Regions from separate parts of the Mustela erminea genome. Here all the other regions are linked to region 3. Evidence: chromatin contacts called from public Hi-C data. All regions are on one chromosome and are shown on one strand. The core of a region is the stretch at or near the end of the contact, and the rest is flanking DNA. Distances in the headings are between cores, read along the strand shown. Region 1 overlaps MYH9 (myosin-9). Region 2 holds the start of MYH9 (myosin-9). Region 3 overlaps TXN2 (thioredoxin, mitochondrial).

Evidence for each region. A called contact is a pair of places that touch in the nucleus more often than the background predicts.
Region 1: a contact with region 3 is called in a Hi-C map of skeletal muscle, with 9 times the contacts expected there. The contact joins two enhancer-like sites. A contact is called at or near these places in 2 of 3 Hi-C or Micro-C datasets (skeletal muscle and spleen).
Region 2: a contact with region 3 is called in a Hi-C map of fibroblasts, with 3 times the contacts expected there. The contact joins the promoter of MYH9 here to the enhancer-like site in region 3. A contact is called at or near these places in 2 of 3 Hi-C or Micro-C datasets (fibroblasts and spleen).

Annotation. Positions count from the first base shown.
Region 1 is chr6:11,390,780-11,393,675 of mMusErm1.Pri, forward strand. All of the region lies in intron 3 of MYH9 (myosin-9), which reads left to right. Among named protein-coding and RNA genes, the nearest start is that of MYH9, 43 kb to the left of the region's middle. Within about 2 kb of position 1,397, the one cell type or tissue checked has open chromatin away from gene starts, as enhancers often do.
Region 2 is chr6:11,347,872-11,350,615 of mMusErm1.Pri, forward strand. MYH9 (myosin-9) reads left to right here and starts at 1,389. Exons shown (of 41, transcript XM_032346410.1): 1 at 1,389-1,606.
Region 3 is chr6:11,273,014-11,276,089 of mMusErm1.Pri, forward strand. TXN2 (thioredoxin, mitochondrial) reads left to right here. Exons shown (of 5, transcript XM_032346409.1): 4 at 2,009-2,168; 5 at 2,606-2,848. The coding sequence ends at 2,122. Among named protein-coding and RNA genes, the nearest start is that of TXN2, 11 kb to the left of the region's middle. Within about 2 kb of position 1,773, the one cell type or tissue checked has open chromatin away from gene starts, as enhancers often do. A contact at or near this core is called in fibroblasts, where this site is marked.

The DNA.
Region 1 (2,896 bases), core at 147-2,646, 120 kb after region 3:
TCTGCAGAGCCGTGAGCTGGGGCTTGCTTGGGTGGGACTCAGCCGGGCTCCCCTGCCTCTCTTACCTGTTGTTCCCTGAGCAGCATGTGGTTTAAGAGCAAGGCAGGCTGACCTCCCAGTGTCCTGGCGGCATTTACTGTGGGCTGTCAGCACTCACTCGTGACTTTTGAATTTCCCTCCACACTGACCAGCCTGTCAGAGCTGTCTGCAGCAGCCCCACACAGAACGTTCTCGCTGCCAGACCCGCCCAAGGGCCAGCCCCGCCCAAGGACGAGGTGTCTGAGTAGCCCGCAGTGGTTTCTGGAGGGTCTGCCTGTGCCCTGGGAGCTCACCTGTGTGAGCGGCTGGGTGCATTTTGGCCTAGAGAGGGCCGGTTTGGGGCCTCGCCTGCCCTCTGCCATAATGAGAGTTAAGTGCCATCCCTGGGGCTTCTAATTATCGAGGGTGCCTGATGGGGGAGGCGCCCGTTCTCGGCCTCCTGCAGTGAGAGCCGTGGGCCTCCTCAGCGGGGTTCAGACACGGCCTCACCTGTGGGGGGCGTTGTGGGTGGAGACACAGGGCCAAGGCCAGCTGCTTGCTGGCTGGGGAGGCTGCTGATCCGGCACCTCCCTGGTCTGGGGCTAGCTTTGTGCCACAGAAAGAATAGAGCCAGCAACCACACAGTGTGCTTGGGAGCCACTGGCGGGTTGGGTGGCCCGGCGGGTGGGCTGCCTGAGGCCCCGGGACACTGGGGGCCCTGAGCCTGTGCTGACACGGGGCTTCAGTCCACCTGCTTTGCTCACCCCTCGACTTGCCTCCCAAGCACCTGTAACCCACGCTCGTGAAGGGGGCTGGCCTTGGGGAAAGCCCCGCATGAGTTTGCAGGGCCCCCAGAACACTTCCTGAGAGAGTGGCCGGCTCCTTCTCCACAGCACCAGGGCAGGCCTGCTGGTGGCCCGGGGCCTTCCCAGCTCCAGATTCTGAGCTTGAACTCACAGGTCTCTCCACATTTCAGACTTGGTGAAAGGCTTTTGCATTTTGGCCCACAAGACCCTGACACTTGTGGGGGTCTGAAGAGAACTAACCCCCGGAGTCTAGGAATGGGCCCTGGGCAGCCCGATGCTTCCTGTGCGAGGCGACGGGGAGCAGGGTTCACACAGTGAGCGACCCCAGGGTGGTGGAAGGTTGAGGCCTGTGTGTCGTGGGTCACCCCACATGGGTGGGTCACCCAACCTGAACCTGCCATTGGCTTTGCTTTTTTCTTAGCCCATGTCCATTGCTCAAAAGGCGTGGTTGACCTGAAGAGGGGTCCTGGGGGCAGGGTGCTATTCCAGGTGTGACCCCAAGAGCAGCCCCTCAGGAACCCCAGGAGGCCTTATCTCAGTGAGCATTTGATGAGTCAGTCCTAGCAGTGGCTGGTGGTGGACCAGGCCCAGTCTCTTCCTTCTGTACTTCCTGTCGGGGCTGATGTCACCACCCTGCAAGCCTTGTGGCCTTTTATGGACAAGAATTGGCAGCTCCTCTTGCTGAGGAAGTGAGCGATAAATAAAGCCCTTAGCGTAAGTCTCTACCTGGGGTGAGATACCTGGGGTCGGGTTTCCCCTCCTCATACCTGAGCTGGCCTTCCGGAGCTGGCTGGAGTCACATGTCTGCATTGGATGTGTGTATCAGTTCTGAAAGTCTTGGGGCATTTGGGGTTTAAAATAAAATCAGAAGAGGGGATGGCCTCATCACTGAAGATGTAACTTAAAACCTTTTTGTTGTTCTGTGAAGGGTGCACAGTGGAGAACTCTGGAGGTGCAAAGGGCCTGGGGTTGTTAAGGACAGTGTTTTCAGGGGCCTGTGCTGTACCATGTGCTTCAGGCCCTGATGTCTTTCAGTCCTTGGAGCAGCTCTGCTGGTGAGGCCCTGGCCTCTGATTCTGAGAGCTCATGGGGCCAGTCATCTCCAAGGGGAGTACAGAGCGGAAATCGGAACCCTGGCCCCTCCCTTCTGTCACCGCTCCAAACCCCTGGACAGTGGTCATCTGAAGTGTGCTCCCCCGAGCCCTGTCTCCACCACCCAGGCAGCTCTGGTATTTGTCTTCTATTCTTCCCGTGGGGAATTCGAGAAGATTTTATCTGAGGGAAGGCTGCTGCTTCCAGTGAAAAACCATGATAAAGAGATTCATAGGCCTCTCTCTACCCAACTCCCACCAAGTTAGGGACGGGGAAGGCGGGGACTCAGGGACCGCAGTCAGGCTGATGCCTTCATCCCTACAAGGAGCCTGTTTCCCAGAACTGGATTGTCTCTGCTGGGTGCACTCCCATGGTTCTGGACCATGGGGTTCCTGTTTAGCTGGCTCTCTCCTGGTGTGCTGGAAGGAAGAGGCTTTTCAAATAAGCTTTCAGTCCTTATGGGCCCAAATAAGGACTTCAGTCAGAACAGAGCGGGCTGAACTCTGGCGTGTCTGTGTGTGCAGCAAGGTGACTGTGTGGGGAAGGCTGAGGGAGGGTCCCTGCTGGAATGCAGTGGGGGTGTGGCAGAGTAAACTGAGTCAGGCAGAAACCTTACTGGTTGCTGAGAATTCTAACCATCCCAGTACCCAGAACAGATGCTTCTGAGCTCAGGGACAAATCCAGAAGTGCTGGGAGAAGACACACACGCAAACCAGGGACAGTGCCTGCCTTGTCTGCTGCCTTGGGTTACTGTGAGCCACAGGGTCACAGGCCCAGACCCACTGTAAGAATTGGGAATACCTTTCCAGACTTACGGGGTCACGGTGTTCTTCACTGCAGGCAGGTGGAATTGGGGTGCCAGGTGGTCAAGAGCTGAGGAAATGAGAGGGGCCTCCATTGGTTTTCCTCTGCAGAAATATTTGCCCAGAAGAGTATTCTGGTGTAAAATGCAAGTATGGGCGTGTTCCCTTGGAGTCTGT
Region 2 (2,744 bases), core at 139-2,638, 74 kb after region 3:
TTGGAGTACTCAGGGTTTTTCTTAATCACTGAGAAGAGCTCTTTGTATATTGTTGGTAGTAATTCTTAGGGTTGCAAAATTCTTTTTTCCAGTGCTCTTTTGCTTTTACATCATGCATTTTTTTCCTCAAGTTATAGTTTAGTCATAATAGTATGAACATTCCAAAAGGAAAGTGTCATGAGAAATTTGCCCTCCTAGATAGAAAATGTATTCTAAAGCTACCATCATTAAAGTATTTTGGAAATAGCACAGAACACACAGAAAGGTCAATGGATACAAACACAGAAGCAGGTTCAAGCACATACAAGTTGGAAAGGTGATGAATAAAGAATAAATAACTGGCTATTGCGAAAATTATATTAGATTTCTCCCTCTCTCAACAACCAGATTCCAGATGGATTAAAAGATAAGAGCAAAAAACTTTAAAAAATTTTTTAAGTTTCGTATTGCGAAACAATTTTTTTAAATTAAAAAAAATTATTTAGGAAAAAAATTATTTGCTCTACGTCCAAACTGCGGCTTGAACTCACAACTCCTAGATCAAGAGTCTCATGCTCTATCCACTGAGCCAGTCCCTAAAAAAAATTTTTTAATAAAAAAAGTTTTTATCCTCGTGTAGTAGGCAGTAACCAAAAAGAGTGGCTCTTTGCACCCAAAAAGAACATCCAAGAAAACACTGGTAACACATATCTAAAGAGAAGTGTGCGAATTAATCACGTGCAGGTGAGAATGCTTGGAAGTGCACCCCAGGAATCCCTGTGAGGGCAGCTCTGAAGGCTGGAAGACCGCGCCGTGCCCACTCTAAAGAGAGGGTCAGGAATCGAACTCAGGGCGCCCTCACCGGATCCGGGGCTGAGTCCATGGCCGCCCCCACAGGCCATCATAATTATGTAAAATAGCACTTTTTCCATATATGGTACTTAATATCTGTTCTTCTGGTAGGATGACATGGGACCGGGAAAACAGCTCGAGGGGCGGGGTGTCAGAACCCCAGACCTTCCCAGCCGGCTCCCGCCCTGCCTCGCCCCGCCTCGGCAATGCACCAAAATCCTGGCCTGAGCCTTCTGCGAGCCTCCTCCTTCTGATTGGACTTTCTCTGTGTCAATCCTCTCCCTGGAACATGGCTGTTCGTCGGGCCCGCCCTATGAGGCGGGGCTCCCGCCTAGGAAGCGCGGAGGAAGGTGGAGCCGGTGGAGGTGGGGGCGGTTGGCGAGGATGAATACCCACCCCGCTGGACCCAGAGGCTCCGCCCACCCCCTTCCCACAGGCCCCAGATGTCTGTCCATCAAGACCGGGGACGGGCTGGAGTGGGCGAGGCGGTTCGAGGGGGCGGTGTCGTCCCTCCAGGCTCCGCCCTCGAGCCGGCGCCGGGATGGAATAGGCGGGCGGCCGCAAGGGCGGGGCGGGAAGGCGGCGAGGAGCTGAGCTGGGTGCGGTGAGGCGCGCAGATCACCGCGGCTCCCGGGCAGGGCACGGAAGGCTGAGCGAGACTGACCTGCTGCAGCACCCGCCTCGCGTGCTCGCCCCACCCCGCCGTCGCCCGAGCGCTCGAGAAAGCCCTCTCGGGAGAAGCAGCGCCCGTTCCCCGGCGCAGATCCAGGTTCAGGTGAGCTAGCCGCACCGGCCGGTCCCGCCCCGGGCGGGGGCGGTGGCGACGGGACGCGCGGCGTCTGGGGCGAGCGGCCGGACGTGTGGTTTTCGGCCTCTGCGCGGCCGGCGACCGGCGCGCGGGGCAAGGGGGGGTGCGAACGCCGCGGGCCCGGGCCCGGGCACAGCATCCTTCCGGGAGCGGCCGGAGGACCCCCTGCGCGACTCTCGGAGAGGGCGCCGCTGGAGGCAGGGCCTCGGGAGCAGGCCAAGGCTTTGGGGCCGGCGCTCCCCGGAAACCCTCCGCCCCTCCCCCTGCCTGCCCGGCGCACTCCCCCGGCGAGGCACCGGGAGCCTCGACCTCCCCTTGCGGCCGGGGCACGCGCCCCGCCCTCGCCTCGCGGAGAGCCCAAGTTGGGCAAACTTTTTAACCCCTTCCGGGGAGCCGCTGTCCCTAGGACCGGACCGAGCGAGCGTGAGATGGGGGGCTCGGGGGCAGCGGCTGCTTTGGAAGTTTCCAGGCGTTTTCGAAACGGAGGTAACGGGCAGGCGGGGACCGTTTGGCAGCTGTCAGGGCGTCCGCCTGAGTCAGAATCGGACTGTCCTGCTGCAGACATTGCACTCGGCTCAGTTTCCGCCCTCCGCTCCCGACTTCCTCATTCGCCCGGCTGCGATCGGCTGGGCGGAGGAGGGGAACGGGGAGGTGCGGTAGGTGCGTGGGGGACCGGGACCCGGCGGGTGCCAGGCGAGACAGGAAGGACCCCCCCCCAAACTCCCTCCGCCCCCAGCCCCTCAGCCGTTGACTTTTGACTTCCGCTACCCGGCGGAGGAGGGCCCAGGAATGCCCGCAGCCATCTGAGCGGTCCGGAGCGCACCTGATTCCACCGCACCTGGGGGCCGCCCCACGCGGGCGGGGGCGGGGAGCTGGGCCCTTCTCCTTTAGGACCAGACCTGCGCTATTGCATCGTCCCTGTTTGGGCCACATCGGGGTTGTTACCCTGCCTTCCCCGCTTTTCTCCGTCGGAGGAGGAGGGGGGGTATCCTCACGCCATCCTGTCTTGGGGCCACGCCCGGGGCAGGACTGCATCCCCTTATCCCTGCAGGGAACCCAGTCGTTTATAACAACGCTGAACACACCGGGACAGGGTTGCCGGCTG
Region 3 (3,076 bases), core at 523-3,022:
AGTGGCCGGACTCCAGGCGCCGTAGCTGCCCTCACAGGCCACTAGAGGGCGCATAAGAACACAGCTCTGGGGGCACCGACTGGCTCTATGCCTTTTTTTTTTTTTAGTATTTTATTTATTTGAGAGATGGGGACAGAGATAGCGAGGGGGAGGGAGAAGCAGGCTCCCCACTGAGCCGGGAACCCAACTCGGAGCTCCGTCCCAAGACCCTGGGATCATGACCTGAGCCGAAGGCAGACAGACGCCCAGCCAACTGAGCCACCCAGGTGCCCACAGAGTGTGTGACTCTTGATCTCAGGTTGTGAGTTCAAGCCCCAGTTTGGGTATAGAGATTACTTAAAAAAAAATAATAATAAGATCTTTTAAAGATAAAACACGCAGCTCCATGCCCGCTTTGAGGCATCCCATGGTACGATCCAAAGCAAGTCTCCCTGGGCCCTGGCCTGTGCCTGGAGACAGGGCAGGCTGCCCGCTGGATCTCTACCCTTCATGCCACCTCACGTATCACAGTCATGAACAATGAGGGCAAGAGCCAGTGGTAGGACCACAAACCGGGGCACACGCATGGTCAGCCCGCTGCCATGTGGGTCTCCCTGCACATTCCCTCTGCCACCTGCATCAGCCCCAGGACAGTCCTTGACGGGGTTTCACGGGACTCATACGAACAGGAACCGCATCATCTCCCCTCCTGTCTATCCACCCAGAGCCTGTTAGGGGAGGAGGGCAAGGCCTGCCATGGGAAGTCGTGGGGGGCGTGGGGGCAGCCCCCCAAGACTGGAGAGCGGGCCAGTGTGGCCTTCGGTTCTCTTGTAACTGACCTGGGCGCCTTTCGAACTCCCAAGTCTGGCTCCCCAGGATGACTCATAGGCAGGACGGCACTCGGAATTCAGGAAGACTTGGTATGTTTGTGTAAATTGCTGTTGTTACTTTGTAGTTAACATGTGTAAGAAAAGAATGTTTATCTTGTTCTGTTTATCCATTTAAAAAAAAAAAAGTCTACAAATGTCAGGCAGGGAGCCCAGGCCGCAGAAAATGCTCGATGCCACAGCAGGCAGTGGGTCTCGTGGACGTGCCATGGAATCTGTACGGGTCCCCCGAGGGAACTTGAGAAAATGCTTCATAGGCCAAGAATGTTGCCCTCCGTCCTCCCCTGATAAATAAACATCAGCTCATATATGGCTGAGCCCTTCCTCCCACACCGTCCAGTATGAGTCAGTGACTTTCTGGACCCTGCTGGCCATTCACAGCAGCGAGGGACGGGGCCTGTTAGACTTTTCGGACACGCTCTCTGTGGCCACCGTTTGTTGACCGTCCCTGCGTACGGGGAGCGGCCAGGTCTGACCCTCGAGGACCCTGCCAGGCGCTGAGACTGCTCGCCTTACCTGGGGCAGCCCCCGGACCTGGAACAGGTGCGCTCAGTGGCTCCGTTGTGCGGATGGGAACAAGGAGACAGAGCAGTGAAGGGGCTTCTGCAGAACGGCCTGGCTTCAGGTCAGCCCTTTCCAGAGCCTGAGCTCCCAACCACCCAGCTTTATCTGTGAATCTTTCATCTCTGTCCTAAGCCTTGAAGGTCCATCCTGTCGCCCCCATTTTACGGAAGAGGGCGCCGAACCCCTGAGGGCCAGGACTCAGACCCTCACATCTCCACGCCTCCCCCGCACGAGGCCGGATTGCCCCTCGGGGAGCTCCCCCCGCCCCCCGCCCTGGCCTGCAGCTGTGTGGGCTATTTTCATCCCGCCTCCATGGCAGCCAAACCACTGGGCCAGTGAGTCAGTCCTGCGGTTGGGGAAGGAAGGGGACCGCCGGGAGCCCACAGTGGAAAAGTCTTCCCAGCGGGTGAACCTTCAGGCCCTGCGGCACCCCTGCACCAAGGGAAGGGGCCCCGCCCACCGCTTGGGCGGTCACTGCCCTCCGTACACCACCAGCCTTCACCACAAAGCCTGGGGAACGGCCGATGAGAAAAGTCCGTCTCCGGGTGACCTGGTCTCCCTTCGTCTCCCCCACGTAGGTGTCAGCTGTGCCCACCGTGCTGGCCATCAAGAACGGGGACGTGGTGGACAAGTTCGTGGGCATCAAGGACGAGGACCAGCTGGAGGCCTTCCTGAAGAAGCTCATTGGCTGACAAGCAGGGAGGAGGCCTGGTCGCCCTCGCCCCCTGAACCCCCATGGTGCCAGGAGGGTCCCCGATAGAACTCAGAGCCCTTCTGTGTTGGCCCTTCCTGCCTCCTCCCTTCTGTCCGGCCCCTGCGGGCCCGCGCTTCGGAGACCGGGCCCCCAACCACGGGAGCCTCGCGTGCTTCCAGCCCGGCTGAGTGCCAGAGGAATGGTGCTGCTGCTGATCTGGGGGCAGCCGCCTCCCCCCCACACTGTCCTCTGTCTGCTCCCACAGGGCTAGTCCGTTCTCCCGGGATGCTGGAGGGAGCCCCAGGCCAGCTGGCAGTGACCGCTCGGCCCGCATCTCCCTGGTTCCTTCTGATCCACGCCCCGGTGCCTGGCCCGTCTTCCTCCTGCCTTTTTCTTTCCTGCTGCTGTTTTATAAAAAGGAAGAAGGAAAAAAGAAACCCAAACAAGTGAGAGTAATCTATAATTCTCTCATTTTTTGTAGGTCTGTAATAAAGAACTTTATGTGATTCCCTTCTACCTCCTGCTCTGAAGAACAGACCCTAGGCTCCACACTAAATTACCCTGGAGCCACCGCCCCCCAAAGAGCCACCTCCCTTCCTCCCGGGCACAAGGGCAGAGAACACGCACATGGGGCAGGAGGAGGGGGTTGTCCTCAGACCCCCTGCCTTGGGAGGCCTCACTGTGAACAAACCGGACCAATAAAGCTAGGGGTTTGCACCGTTGACAACTTCCGTTCTGTCTGGGCTCTGGAAGCACTTGGGACCCCTCCCCAGGCTGGGCTTCTGTCCCTGCTTCCTGTGACTCCGCCACCCTCTTGCCCTTGACCGGTACCGCCTTCACGCGCAAGTGAGGCAAGAGGGTGCTTACTGTCCCCGTTACACAGATGAGGACACTGAGGCTCCTGGGGTCCAGAGCCAGGGTTTGCATCCAGAAATTGCCGCCCCGAAACCTG